4 separate regions of the Mus musculus genome follow, and regions 2, 3 and 4 are each linked to region 1. The links are chromatin contacts, called in public Hi-C and promoter capture Hi-C maps. All regions are on one chromosome and are shown on one strand. Each heading gives the region's core, a stretch centred on a gene start, on an enhancer-like site or on the middle of the called end of the contact. The rest is flanking DNA. Distances are from core to core; before and after follow the strand shown. Region 1 holds the start of Ssx2ip (synovial sarcoma, X 2 interacting protein). Region 2 holds the start of Ttll7 (tubulin tyrosine ligase-like family, member 7). Region 3 overlaps Prkacb (protein kinase, cAMP dependent, catalytic, beta). Region 4 overlaps Prkacb (protein kinase, cAMP dependent, catalytic, beta).

The links. Promoter capture Hi-C pulls out the DNA fragments that hold promoters and counts their contacts. A called contact is a pair of places that touch in the nucleus more often than the background predicts.
Region 2: a promoter capture Hi-C map of neural stem cells shows a contact between it and region 1. The contact joins the promoter of Ttll7 here to the promoter of Ssx2ip in region 1. A contact is called at or near these places in 12 of 39 promoter capture datasets (the 3T3-L1 cell line, the C10 cell line, the HPC-7 cell line and 6 more), 2 of 484 Hi-C or Micro-C datasets (embryonic stem cells and nephron progenitors), 1 of 115 datasets of contacts at active chromatin or transcription factors (craniofacial prominence) and 2 of 9 other capture datasets (embryonic stem cells and liver).
Region 3: a contact with region 1 is called in a promoter capture Hi-C map of liver. The contact joins the enhancer-like site here to the promoter of Ssx2ip in region 1. A contact is called at or near these places in 15 of 39 promoter capture datasets (the 3T3-L1 cell line, 3T3-L1-derived adipocytes, the C10 cell line and 9 more), 6 of 484 Hi-C or Micro-C datasets (CD4 T cells, CD8 T cells, LSK cells and 3 more), 5 of 115 datasets of contacts at active chromatin or transcription factors (astrocytes, bone marrow-derived macrophages, forebrain and 2 more) and 3 of 9 other capture datasets (adipose tissue, liver and macrophages).
Region 4: a Hi-C map of the G1E-ER4 cell line shows a contact between it and region 1, with 2.5 times the contacts expected there. The contact joins the enhancer-like site here to the promoter of Ssx2ip in region 1. A contact is called at or near these places in 14 of 39 promoter capture datasets (the 3T3-L1 cell line, 3T3-L1-derived adipocytes, the C10 cell line and 10 more), 8 of 484 Hi-C or Micro-C datasets (CD4 T cells, CD8 T cells, DN2 thymocytes and 5 more), 10 of 115 datasets of contacts at active chromatin or transcription factors (SST interneurons, astrocytes, bone marrow-derived macrophages and 6 more) and 2 of 9 other capture datasets (liver and macrophages).

Annotation. Positions count from the first base shown.
Region 1 is chr3:146,403,278-146,406,075 of GRCm38.p6, forward strand. It overlaps Ssx2ip (synovial sarcoma, X 2 interacting protein), which reads left to right and starts at 1,365. Exons shown (of 14, transcript NM_001355661.1): 1 at 1,365-1,658.
Region 2 is chr3:146,850,980-146,853,777 of GRCm38.p6, forward strand. Ttll7 (tubulin tyrosine ligase-like family, member 7) reads left to right here and starts at 1,388. Exons shown (of 21, transcript NM_001357217.1): 1 at 1,388-1,610.
Region 3 is chr3:146,796,161-146,798,958 of GRCm38.p6, forward strand. All of the region lies in intron 1 of Prkacb (protein kinase, cAMP dependent, catalytic, beta), which reads right to left. Among named protein-coding and RNA genes, the nearest start is that of Prkacb, 15 kb to the right of the region's middle. Within about 2 kb of position 1,346, at least 1 of the 459 cell types and tissues checked has an H3K27ac peak or open chromatin away from gene starts, as enhancers often do. A contact at or near this core is called in liver, where this site is marked.
Region 4 is chr3:146,775,303-146,778,100 of GRCm38.p6, forward strand. The region is part of intron 1 of Prkacb (protein kinase, cAMP dependent, catalytic, beta); the gene reads right to left. Among named protein-coding and RNA genes, the nearest start is that of Prkacb, 36 kb to the right of the region's middle. Within about 2 kb of position 1,424, at least 6 of the 459 cell types and tissues checked have an H3K27ac peak or open chromatin away from gene starts, as enhancers often do. A contact at or near this core is called in the G1E-ER4 cell line and memory CD8 T cells, where this site is marked.

The sequences.
Region 1 (2,798 bases), core at 115-2,614:
ATATGTACATTATTATACAAACAAGCCTTATGCCCACAGCAGCCATTGAACATTCATGGAGGCCCGTGCCCTGCTCTCTCTGTTCCAGGGGTGGGACCATACCATGCTGTCCCTTGCACGGCCAAGCCGGACTCAGCATTTAAAGAATAAATGCCACGTTAAGATGTTTCTTGAGAGAGGAAAAGGAGTGTTTTGGAGAGTGGACAAGGGAACTTTCAGAACACCCCCTCGGATGCAGAGGGAGCAACCTCACCCCACTAATGGTCTAACTTCGAGAGTAAGACAGTCATTGGCAGTAATTTCTCACTGGCACTGTGCTCCAAAGCGCCTTTGTAATGATGTATCCTTGCTACCTGTATTTAGCATCCAATCTCCTTCAAATCCATTGTTCATTTCTGCACTCTGATCTTCTACCTAGCACTGTGGGCATGTGTAGTCCTTGTTCCTCTCTGTCTTGTTCTTCTGTGGCAGTGGTGTATTTCTTGTGTTCCTTTTACGATGTTTTGTTCTCACAGGAGCCACTTAACCCCAAACCTCTTTTTTTTTTTCCTCTTGAGTAAACAGCTTGCTAGAACCCCACCACCCTACCCTTTACTAAGGTTTCTCCATTTTCCTTTCCCAGGGGAACTTTAGGTGAAAATAGTAGGGAGAGGCAAGTGGATTTGGCCAATTGCCACTGTCCTACATTTTCTTGGCACTCATGGAGAGGGCCTAGGGAGTTTTTCATCAAGGTCTAGTTCACAAGTACCTTTTCTTAGTTTCCCTTTCCAGCTGTCTCCTCCCTAGGTCCCTTCCTTTGCCTTAGTTTGTTTTATTCACTACTTGAGCTTCTCTCATAACGCCCAGGCTAGCCTCAAGCTGCCAATGACCTTGTACTTCAATTCTGCCGGATCACAGACCCTCACATGCGTTCTGTGCAGTCCTGAGGAATGAACTCGGGGTTTCACGCGCACTACCCTGGCCCTGGTTTTACACGGATTTCTGTGCATTGGCGCATTGATTCCAGAGGCCACTACCTTCCTTCTCCAGGGCCTGACCTAATTCTGGAATGCCCCGGTGTCTCTCCGTTCTGGGGAGCGCACCTGGTTCTCCAGAGAGCATTGGGGTTCAGGGGTGGCCTCAGAGGCCCGGCTCTAAAGCGGCTAGGACCCTCCTCTTGTCCCCGTGGAGAGCTGGGGGCGGGGAGCAGCGGCCGGGTGACCCCGGGTGTAACAGGTGCGGTAGCCGCAGCTGCGCGGGGGAGAGCGGCTTGGCGTCTGCTGGGGGTTGTCGGAGGCTAGTCCTCGCTGGACCAATGCGGGCCGCGGTTGTTCGTCGCCTGGCAACCGGCGGAGCCAATGGGCGGCGCCAGCGCGGGGCGGGGTGGGATGGGCGCCCGCCGAGGAAAGCGGCGAGAGGCGGGCCGGGCGGACCGGGCGGGCTGGAGGCTGCGCGGAGCCGCTGCGTGCCGCCGCGGGTGCGGGCCCGCGGGCTGCGGGAGGCGTGAGCCGCTCCCGGAGCCGTGACGGTGAGCGGCGGGATTGTGACGCGCAGGCGGGGAGGAGGGCACCGGGCTGGACGTGGACGCAGGCACCGGGGCCGACTCTGGGCGGGCTCGTCGCGGCCGTTGCAGCGGTTGGAGAGCGTTGCTGCCCGCCGCCTGCAGCGGAAAGTGCGAGGTAGGTGCTGGGGGGGCCCCGCGCCCTTTCGGGATGCGGCGCGGGCGCGCGCGGGGTCCCTTTGGCCCGACCGCGCGGGCTTGGCGAGTCCTCCGAGGCTGCCGCAGGACTTAGCGAGTGAGGTCTGCCGCTGCTGCAGGGGTAGGTGGCTCATAGTGGTCCAGCCCCACGTTTAGGGGAAGAACTTACATCATCGCAGGGGCAGGCTTGTTTGAGAAATTATTTGGCCCCGGATTTTCCAGTGGTGTAGAGTGCGTAAATGGTGAGCTCTGTCCGGGTCAGCACATATTTCTCCTGGTGCAGATTGCTGGGTTATGCAAGTCACCTGGGCCCAGGAAATAAAACTTGCCCAATAATTCCCCATCAGCACCAGTAGAGGAATCTTTACATTAATACCCACAGTTCAGGCTCCTTAGTCCTGCGTGTCAGATTCATAACCAGCCACGCCGATGCAGTTGTGAGAGCCGGGAGTTTCTTCTAGAATCCAGGCTGGATGAAAGGTGGAGCCCAAGGATGAGAGCCTTCTGGATTTGATATTTGCTTCAATTCAGTTTAGAGTCCAGGCCTGGAGTTAGCTGAAAATAGTGCTACCATGGAGCCCGCAAGGTTCCGGAGGAAAACCTTTCTAGTCCCAAATTTGATCTTGAACGGAAAGGTCTGTATATGACGTGACACATTTACGAGGCTGGATAAAATTCAAAACCGTCGATCCAGCTAGCAAAACTTAAGCCATCCAATCTCCTTACTCCCCAAGAGCCTGTGGGCCCACGAAGCTTAGAGTGTTCATTCAAACTAAACAAGAAAAGCTGTGCTCCCAGTCGACACTTTGTCCTGCCCGGTGTGCACAGAAGTTCCTCGTACAAAGTGGCTCTCTGAGAGGATTAGGAATGGATAGAATTCAAACCGGGGCGTTTTCTTTGGTAACTGTTGGGGCCCCTACAGCCTGTCATTTTACACCCTTCCTTTCCTTCTTGTTCTCCATCTGTACAGGGAAGATAATAGGTCCAGGGATTAAGTAACAGGGCCACAGCAGCTTGGAGATAACTGCTGGGGCCGGGCCACTCCAGGATGAAATGTGAAACTCGATCCATGACACACTTGAGCCTTGTGACAAGACTTGTTAAGTCCACAGCATCCTAG
Region 2 (2,798 bases), core at 138-2,637, 450 kb after region 1:
CTCACGGAATGCTCCATTGAGTTTCTGACTTTGATGTCCCAGCTCTTCTGGGAAACGTCCATTTACCCCTTTCTGGTCTCCTTTTCCACACCAGGGTGACATCCATCTTAGATACCCAAATATCTCTTCTCTTTCATAAAACCCAGTTTTCACAAGGGTCAGACTCACACCCAGGTCCCAGTGATAGCTATGTTAAGGTTTACAGTGTATTTCCCCCATCCCCCACCTCCAGTGTTAAGTCCAGATGGTCAGCGTCTGTTCTACGCCAGTTAAAGCCCCATCTGAAAACCAGCAGCATTCCCACTGATCTCAATAGGAGTAGAGTAGCAAGTGAAGGCTAGAATTGAAAATACTTCCACTGTAATGTTCATGTAAGTGCTCAATTGGTGTTATTCAAGGGGCCAGTTTATTCCAGAAACAGTAACTTTAAGTTGTGAAATTTCATTTTATTTGGGATACATAAAACACCCCACCCTAGTCTTATTTTATAGGTAACTGCCAATTTTCTTCTAGATGGAGAGCTATACAGTTGGTTGTTAACCATTGTGTTCTGGAAACGTACGTGAGTCTGGCTGGGCACGAACTGTGGAAGTCAAAGAAATTTCATGCTTATGAACTTTCCCTATCCTGTGAGGTTCATCTCATGTGAGATAACGATTATTTCCGGGTTACCAAGACAGTAATCATGAACAGAAACTGACTGAACTCATGAACAAGAAAGCACAACTATTCTTGAATTTCTTCTGGACTTTATCATAGCTCTGTCCAAAGTGTCTACCCCTTCAATCTACGTTTTCCAACTTCCGTGTTGAGATTTTGTTAGCGGGCTCTAAGCTCCTCAGACATCCTGATGCAAGGGCGCTCACTTGATCTTACTTTCAGGTTGACTTTTGATACTCTATTATTATTATCTAAATATAGCTAAATAGTAATAAAAGACCAGAAGAGCCCTTTTGCGAGATCTTAGGCACTCCTGTGTGTTAAGCTGACATGTGGACTTGGGACCTGGTGGTCTGGGTCACAAGATGAAGAAGGAGGTGGCCCAGATAGATGTCAGGCCAGCTCCCCTAGCATCCCCTTAGGAGGGGATGGCACCCTGGAGCTTGCGTTGCTAGGTCCTCTGTTAAAGGCGTTCTGAACGCTCCCTGAGCGGGACCAAGAATAAGACGGGGTGAGGGGTGCCCTGGAAAGCCCAGCTCATTCTTCTGCATACCTAGATGAGAAGCCATGGGTCCAGGAGGTCCTTAGCGCTCAGGCCTAGTTGTGGGTAGAGGACCCTTCTTTTCCTTGGTTTCTTCTGCCCGTCTCCAGCCCTCTCGAGGTCCTGGTGCTTGTACCTCCATGCACGATGCGCACCCCTGGGCGCAGTGGGCAAATGGTCTGGCCCATCGGTAGCTACCACCCCCTTGGGCACGACAGCTGCTCCAGCTGCTCCTGGTCCGGTCGAGCTTCTAAGCTCTGAACCGCGGCTGCCCCGGGGGGGTGGGCGAGCTGAGGTGATCCCAAGACGACACGCGGAGTGGACCGACCGGGGAGCCGCCAGCCGCTGGCGGGGAGTGTGGGCCACCAAGAGACCGGCCACTGGATCCAGCCAGAGAGGTGCCTCAGCTGTGAGTACCTGCCCTTGCCCCCGCCCCTCTCCTCCACACCCCAGGTCGCTGCGCCCATTCCCTCCAGTGCCTGTCCTGGAGACTTGCCAGGGTGGAAGCGGCTGAGGAGGGCGGCTGCTGCCAGGCTCATGATTCAGCATCATTGGCGCCCAGTGGTTTGGGCAGAAGGAGGAGGGGACTGGTCGGGATTATTTGTGGGGTCCCACTTCAGTTTCTAGACTCTCTCTGGCAGGATGAAGTGGGCAGAACTCCCAGTCCCCCGCTGGGTTGAGCTGTCATGATATTCTGTCCCCAGCCCCAGTGTCAACCTGCTTGAGCAAAGCATGTTGTGTATTCTTGAAAGTGTGTCAGTGAGATCTCTTTTCCCACACGTCTCCTTTCTCCACTTCTCATCCCACTAGACATCCACTTTATCTGATATCAAAACATCCCCCCAAACTGAAAAATTTTTTTTATAGAATTTGTCTTATATTCAGCATTGGTTTGACGGATTCAAAAAAGAAAAGATGTATAGGAATCATGAGTAATATCATATATTAGGGGCGTGTGTGTGTGTGTGTGTGTGTGTGTGTGTGTGTGTGTGTGTGTGTGTATAATTGTATCACTTCAACTCAGAACCAGTTCTGGAAAGTGAGGAAGAGAGAGCTTAAATTACAATCTCAAGGTCACAGAACAAGAATTTGAATCCAGATCTCCCTCTCTCCAACATCCGTGGATCGTCTACTGTATCAGTCAGTGTTGGGTCCACTTATGCACTATTAGATATTAAGTATAATATTAATTTTCATAGGAGTAGTCTCAAACACTAGTGACAGCAACCTGTAAACTTTCTGCACATTGCCCTGCGACCCTGTGCAGAAAAAGTCCATTTCCTTAGCATCTAGAAAAAAAAATGTATATTTGGACAATACTCTGTCGGAGAGCTGGGCCTGAGATGCCTAACCTGCTTTTGGGTGATGCTGGATGCTCGAGCCTCGGGAGAATCAATTAGCAGCACAGTAAGCAATCTGGAAATGGCTATTTAGTTTTTGGGTAACATTCAAAGGAAGAACAGTGATCTAGCTTATGGGGTGCGAGACTGAATCACTCACAGCAGGGTGATAAATAAGCCGAGACTCAAGTGATGCTATGTGGCTTGTCACACCTTTGGGACTTGGCATAGCAGGTGACAGTTTATACGTTAAGGAG
Region 3 (2,798 bases), core at 96-2,595, 390 kb after region 1:
GATGCAGCTCCTAACCGACCTCATTATGCTCTTATATGCTATACTGTTAGCAGAGTGGTCATGGTGCTCAACACATTCTTAATTAAAATATTTCCAGCTTAAGAAGCATTTATTAGGAAGTACTATGGAACTCTCAGTGGTGTAAGAGTAACTGTCTGAACTACTACCATGCCAAGACACCCAGTTTATCTTATACACTGTTGGTAGGAACAAGGGATCAATGATAAAGTTATAAATATAATAGCAATTCTCAACAGGATGACTGACTATACTAGATACCTCCTCCTGAATTTTGTGTGTGCATGTATATTTGTGTGAAGTGGAAGGTTAAGGTTTCTTTAACAACTCAGTTGTGTCACGCAACATTTTTCTAGAAGCTGTCTTGTGAGAGGACATGTGATGATGTGCTGAGAACAGACCCTTGGGAGGGCGCATGGTGTTTAGAAAGAAGATAAAAGGAGCCCCACAGACAGTGAGAGGATGCTAGTGCATTGCTATGCTATGTAATGCTTCGCTGGTCTTAGCCGGTCTGAACTGGTCTCTGTTGGTGTTCACTTTATAGAAACACACCAAAGAACTTCTTGTGGTATTCTGGCCACTTGTGATTTGAGGGAGCCTTGCTGTTCCTGCTGAATCCTGCTACCATTACTGACTCAGGCTTGGTGCTTGCTATAGAACTGCACTGCTGGTATCCTGACATAAAAGAGAAGAATCGCCCTAAGGAACTACTTTTAAACGGGCCCACAACACCACTTTAACTACTTTTAAACGGGTCCACAATACCACTTTCCCATTTAACCTTCTTTAACCCCCTACTTCTGATTGGTGGGTTAGAAGGAAAGTTGAAGCATTTAAGAACCCTAAGTAAAGTAGGTTTTGAAAAAACTCTATGCCTACATTTGTGTGTTTATATAAATATCAAGGTTTTTTCCTGCTTCCCTCAACATTTTTACATAAGGTGTAAGTATGGAAGTTAACAATATTCAGCACCAAAACTGTAAGAAAATCAAGGTGAGTACTATACAGAAAGGGCTGGAGCAAGTTCCCAGAGACTGACAGACAGACTGTGGGGTCTGGGGGTCTCTGTTTGGTTCAAAGTTGTGTTTTCATGTGTATGAATGATGGCTTCATTATCTGAGATGGAGCATACAGTGAATGTCCTTGCTGGGGACCAGCAGTAGACCAGTATAAACAGGTAAAGAATAGAGCACGCTTGAAGGCACAGGGGACTCAGCCCCCATTCTTGCTTTCTGTGATAGAAGAGGGACGCTCCAAAGCACCCTTCCTGGACTCCACTGGTGAGCTCTGACACACAAACCAAGCCCCTACTGACCGCTTCTGTGCTGCCTGCAGCACATCTGTGGCAGGCAGCAGTGTTCACGTTACTTCAGCTCCACCTTCAGAGGAACAGAGACGGTTACATTAGTATCTAAGACAGAGTTGACAGAGGCAGAGACAAAGAAAGACACAAGGATAATTACAGTATTTCAGATATTATTATGCCTAAAGTCAATCTTACTACTTTTGCTCTCAAATTACTTGAAAAATATTTTCTTTCTGGTTTTGCTTTTTTTTTTGAGCCCAGATCTTATTATGTAACCTAACTGGCCTTGGCCCTGTGGTCCATTCGCCTCTACTCTCTGCACTGACAGGGTCACAGGTGGTTCCCAGCATAGGCTCCCTCCCTTTCTGTTTTAGTTCTTTGAGTTAAGTTTCTGCATCTAGAAATGAAAAACAAAGAAAGAAACAAACAAAAGCCCTAATTCCAAAATACTCCAAACTCAAGACTGATTTCTATTATCTCACTTTCCTATGCATTAACTACTGGTCAAGCTTACTTTTACGGGCTGCTCAGTTGTGAGTATACCAAGTCTATCTTGCTTTTTTCAGTCACAGAAATGAGTACTATGGATGGTTTGAGCAACTTTAGAGCAAAGTTAATCACAGATCATATGAAAAAAAAAAGAGAGAGAGAATGACAAGGGTGCCAAAAATACTTAGAAACCAGTTCAAGTACCACACTCAAGATCACCAACATTGAGCAGGGTGTAGTGGTGCAACTCCTTTAATCTCAGCACTCAGGAGGCAGAGGCAGGCGGATTTCTGAGTTCGAGGCCACCCTGGTCTACAAAGTGAGTTCCGGGACAGCCAGGGCTACACAGAGAACCGTGTCTCAAACCCCCCCCCCCCAAAATATTGCCAACATTATACCCCTGCCAATAAAACACAATGATCTCTAAGATCTGTGTCCAGAAGAGTAGAAGAGTCCTGGATCTTCCTGCTGTAGTCAATGTCATTGTCTTGTGACACTCAGTGGCCTTGACAGACAGCTGGTTTTCAGGAAACCTTAGGAATCACTGTATGTCACCTGATTTTATCCTCAGCATCCAATTAATGGCAAGGAATAACCATAATAAAGAGCCATGGAATTCTAATTATATTCCAAATTAAAAATACAGCTAAGACTAAACTAGTGGGTGATGAATAGCAGGCCATGGCTTAGTATTCATTGTAACTTATATAGTAATAATCTGATATTAGAGATGACCAAATTTAAAATCAACAAGTGAGTGCACAGAGAGAAACAGGAGAATCTGAAACAGCACAAAGATCAGCTGTATGACAAACACAAAAACAAGTGACAAGCGCAAAACCTAAGCTATTACCAACTACCTCAGTCTATACAGAAACTCTCCAAAACAGAGGGTGTTAAGAGCTGATTAGCAAAATCTCAATTATTCTAGAAGTACTGAGAAGTTAAAAGCCTACTGAGAAAAGTATGCCATACACATACTAGC
Region 4 (2,798 bases), core at 174-2,673, 370 kb after region 1:
ATAAAAAATGAAGTAATAAAAACCCGATACACATATAAAAAACTACTTCAGCCCATACTTCACAGTAAATATAAAGCTGAAAAATGGGTCTGTAGCAGAAAGCACAAATTAAAAATATGAATGGGTTTCAGTAAGACAAAGATTTCCTAAGGCCTGGCCCAAAAGGCACAGTACACAGGGGAAGAGAAAGATAACACTGACTTCATTAAAGTGTTGACCTTTCTTTCTTCAAAGATATTATTTTAAGAAATGATGAGACATGCTAGAAGCTGAGAGCAAATGTTTGCAAGTTACAAGTCTTTAAAAGAATTTGGACTCAGAATATATAATAGATTCGTAAGATTTAATAAAAAGAAGACACTTTAATTTTAAAAGTGGACACATGTCCAAACTAGATAGACAAATGGCTTCTGAGATTGTAAAATTAACCAATACTACTAGTTATTATGGACAGAGAAACTAAAACCTACTGTGAAACCTAAGTTTAAACCTCAATCTGGCTACGCCCCAAAGCCTGATGCCACCAAGTCCTGCTGAACACATGAAGGAACTCCACTCCTTCCAAGTGCAAGGGACGGGTAAAACAGCGCAGAGACTGTGAGAAAGTATACTGGTTCTTTCTTCTTCTTCTTCTTTTTAAAAAAGATTTATCTATTTTATATATATGAGTATGCTGTCTTTATACACTCCTGAAGAGGGCATCAGATCCCATTACAGATGGTTGTGAGTCACCATGTGGTTGCTGGGAATTGAACTCAGGACCTCTGGAAAAGCAGCCAGTGCTATGAACCACTGAGGCATCTCTCCAGCAGTGGCTGTTTCTTCAAAATATAAAAATATATCATACGATCATTTTATTCCCAGTCTTCTCCTATATATCTACTAAGAACCCTGTTCACTCAGACTTGTTTTCAAATGTTTATCATAACATTATCCATATAGCCAAACAGTCTAAAAAACAATTTTTTTGTTAGTCAGAACAGATAAAGCAAATGTGTTCTTGTCACACAACACAGGATAATTTAGCAATAAGCAGGAAGCAACTACTTGCATATTCCGCAACATAGATAGAAGATGCCAGAAACAATAGGCTACATACTATAGAATTGCAGTGATGTAAAACATCTAGAAAAAGAAATTAACAGAAAGAGGAGGTAGCTGAGTATTTAGAGTGATTCAGAGACATGGTATAATGGGAAAGTATTGTTGGTACTTAAATTCCTGGCCATTGAAACACAGTATTTACTTGAGGTGGGTGAGCATTTTGCTATTTTTACTAAATATCTGTAAACCTTTTAAAGAAATGGCAAACACCACAATAGAACAAGTTAGAAGAGTCCATTAGCATAAGTGTAAAGGCTATAAACGATTAAGATAACAAAGCATTTTCTCAGAACAGTGTGTCAGAATGAACCCATAGTCGTTATGTTTCCACAGAGTTCAAAATCAAACCACAGACAAACACAACACAAGGACTAAAAGAAACACAGCTCTCACACCACGAACTTAAGTCTTACTAAAAATAAGCAGAAGATGGTCAGAGCATGAAGAAAGGAATTGTGGGTTCTGATAAGAACGAACGATGGAGGAATGGGGTACTTTGATAGTCTTGTTAAGAGCTAATATCTGAAAGACATTATCTATGAGTAAATCTTCACACAGGAAGAAACTGCAAAAAGAAATTCCTATCAGAGTACTGTGAACAAATATGGCCAAGCAGGGAATTCACTATTTGGTTATCATAAATTGTCATATTTGCTGTAGTTTTAATAGTGTTAGTCCGAATTAAAGACCCAACACAAACAAACAGAAAGTATGCTAGCTATACCGACTTCTTTGTAGAAGACTAAGCAGATTAAATTATCCCCAATGGCATATTACAGATTCTTTTGGCTCTTTTATCTAACGTGTCATTATGTTATGATTTCCCATTTTAACAAATGATGTTAATATGGCTGGAAATATCACTCGCCTACCCACCATGTTCAATTATACTCCCAGCATCACACACACAGACATGGGAAAAGGGGAGGGGACAGGAAAGGGACAGACATGCTATAGGCTTCCTGCTATTACAACCTAACACTCTGAATATTAAGGGTTATATTGCTTCTGATTTCTAATTTCCCCCAGAATCTTTATAATCATAATCTTTAGAATTTTTACAATCATAGTTTTAAAAATGATTTATTTTTATATCATGTGTATGAATGTTTTCCTACAAAAATGCATGTGTAGCACATTTGTAGCCGATGCCTAAGGCCAGAAGGGGTCTTTGGATCTCCTGGAACAGGAATTCCAGGAGGTTGTGGACTGTCCTGTGGGTCTGCGTACTGAAGCCAGGTCCTCTGCAAGTAAGTGCTCTTAACTCTGGACAATTTCTCTGACCTCTATAATCAGTTTAGAAACTATGACATAATAAATATTAAAATAGCTTTCTAATGAGTAGAAATTGATTATAATCAATGAGCTCATAAAATAGTTGCAGAATTAAGAAAAGAGATTAAAAAATAATTTAGAAGTTACAATTACACAAATTCAACGGACTAACAGATTGGGTTTGAAGAGCTTCAGAAGGGTAAAGCTGACAGCTATGACAGTCACATGAGCTATCAAGTTCCGAGGACATTCGCATCCTAAGGCATCACAGCATTTGCTGTCGCGTGCACTTCACAAAAATTAACTTGTGCTCACAAAGAAACTGACAAGCATTTCTTGGGAAGTTCAGGCAAAGTGTTGTAAGGTCTTAACACATTTGCTCTTTAAAATGCTGCAGCTTAGACACTGTTAAGCGTGAA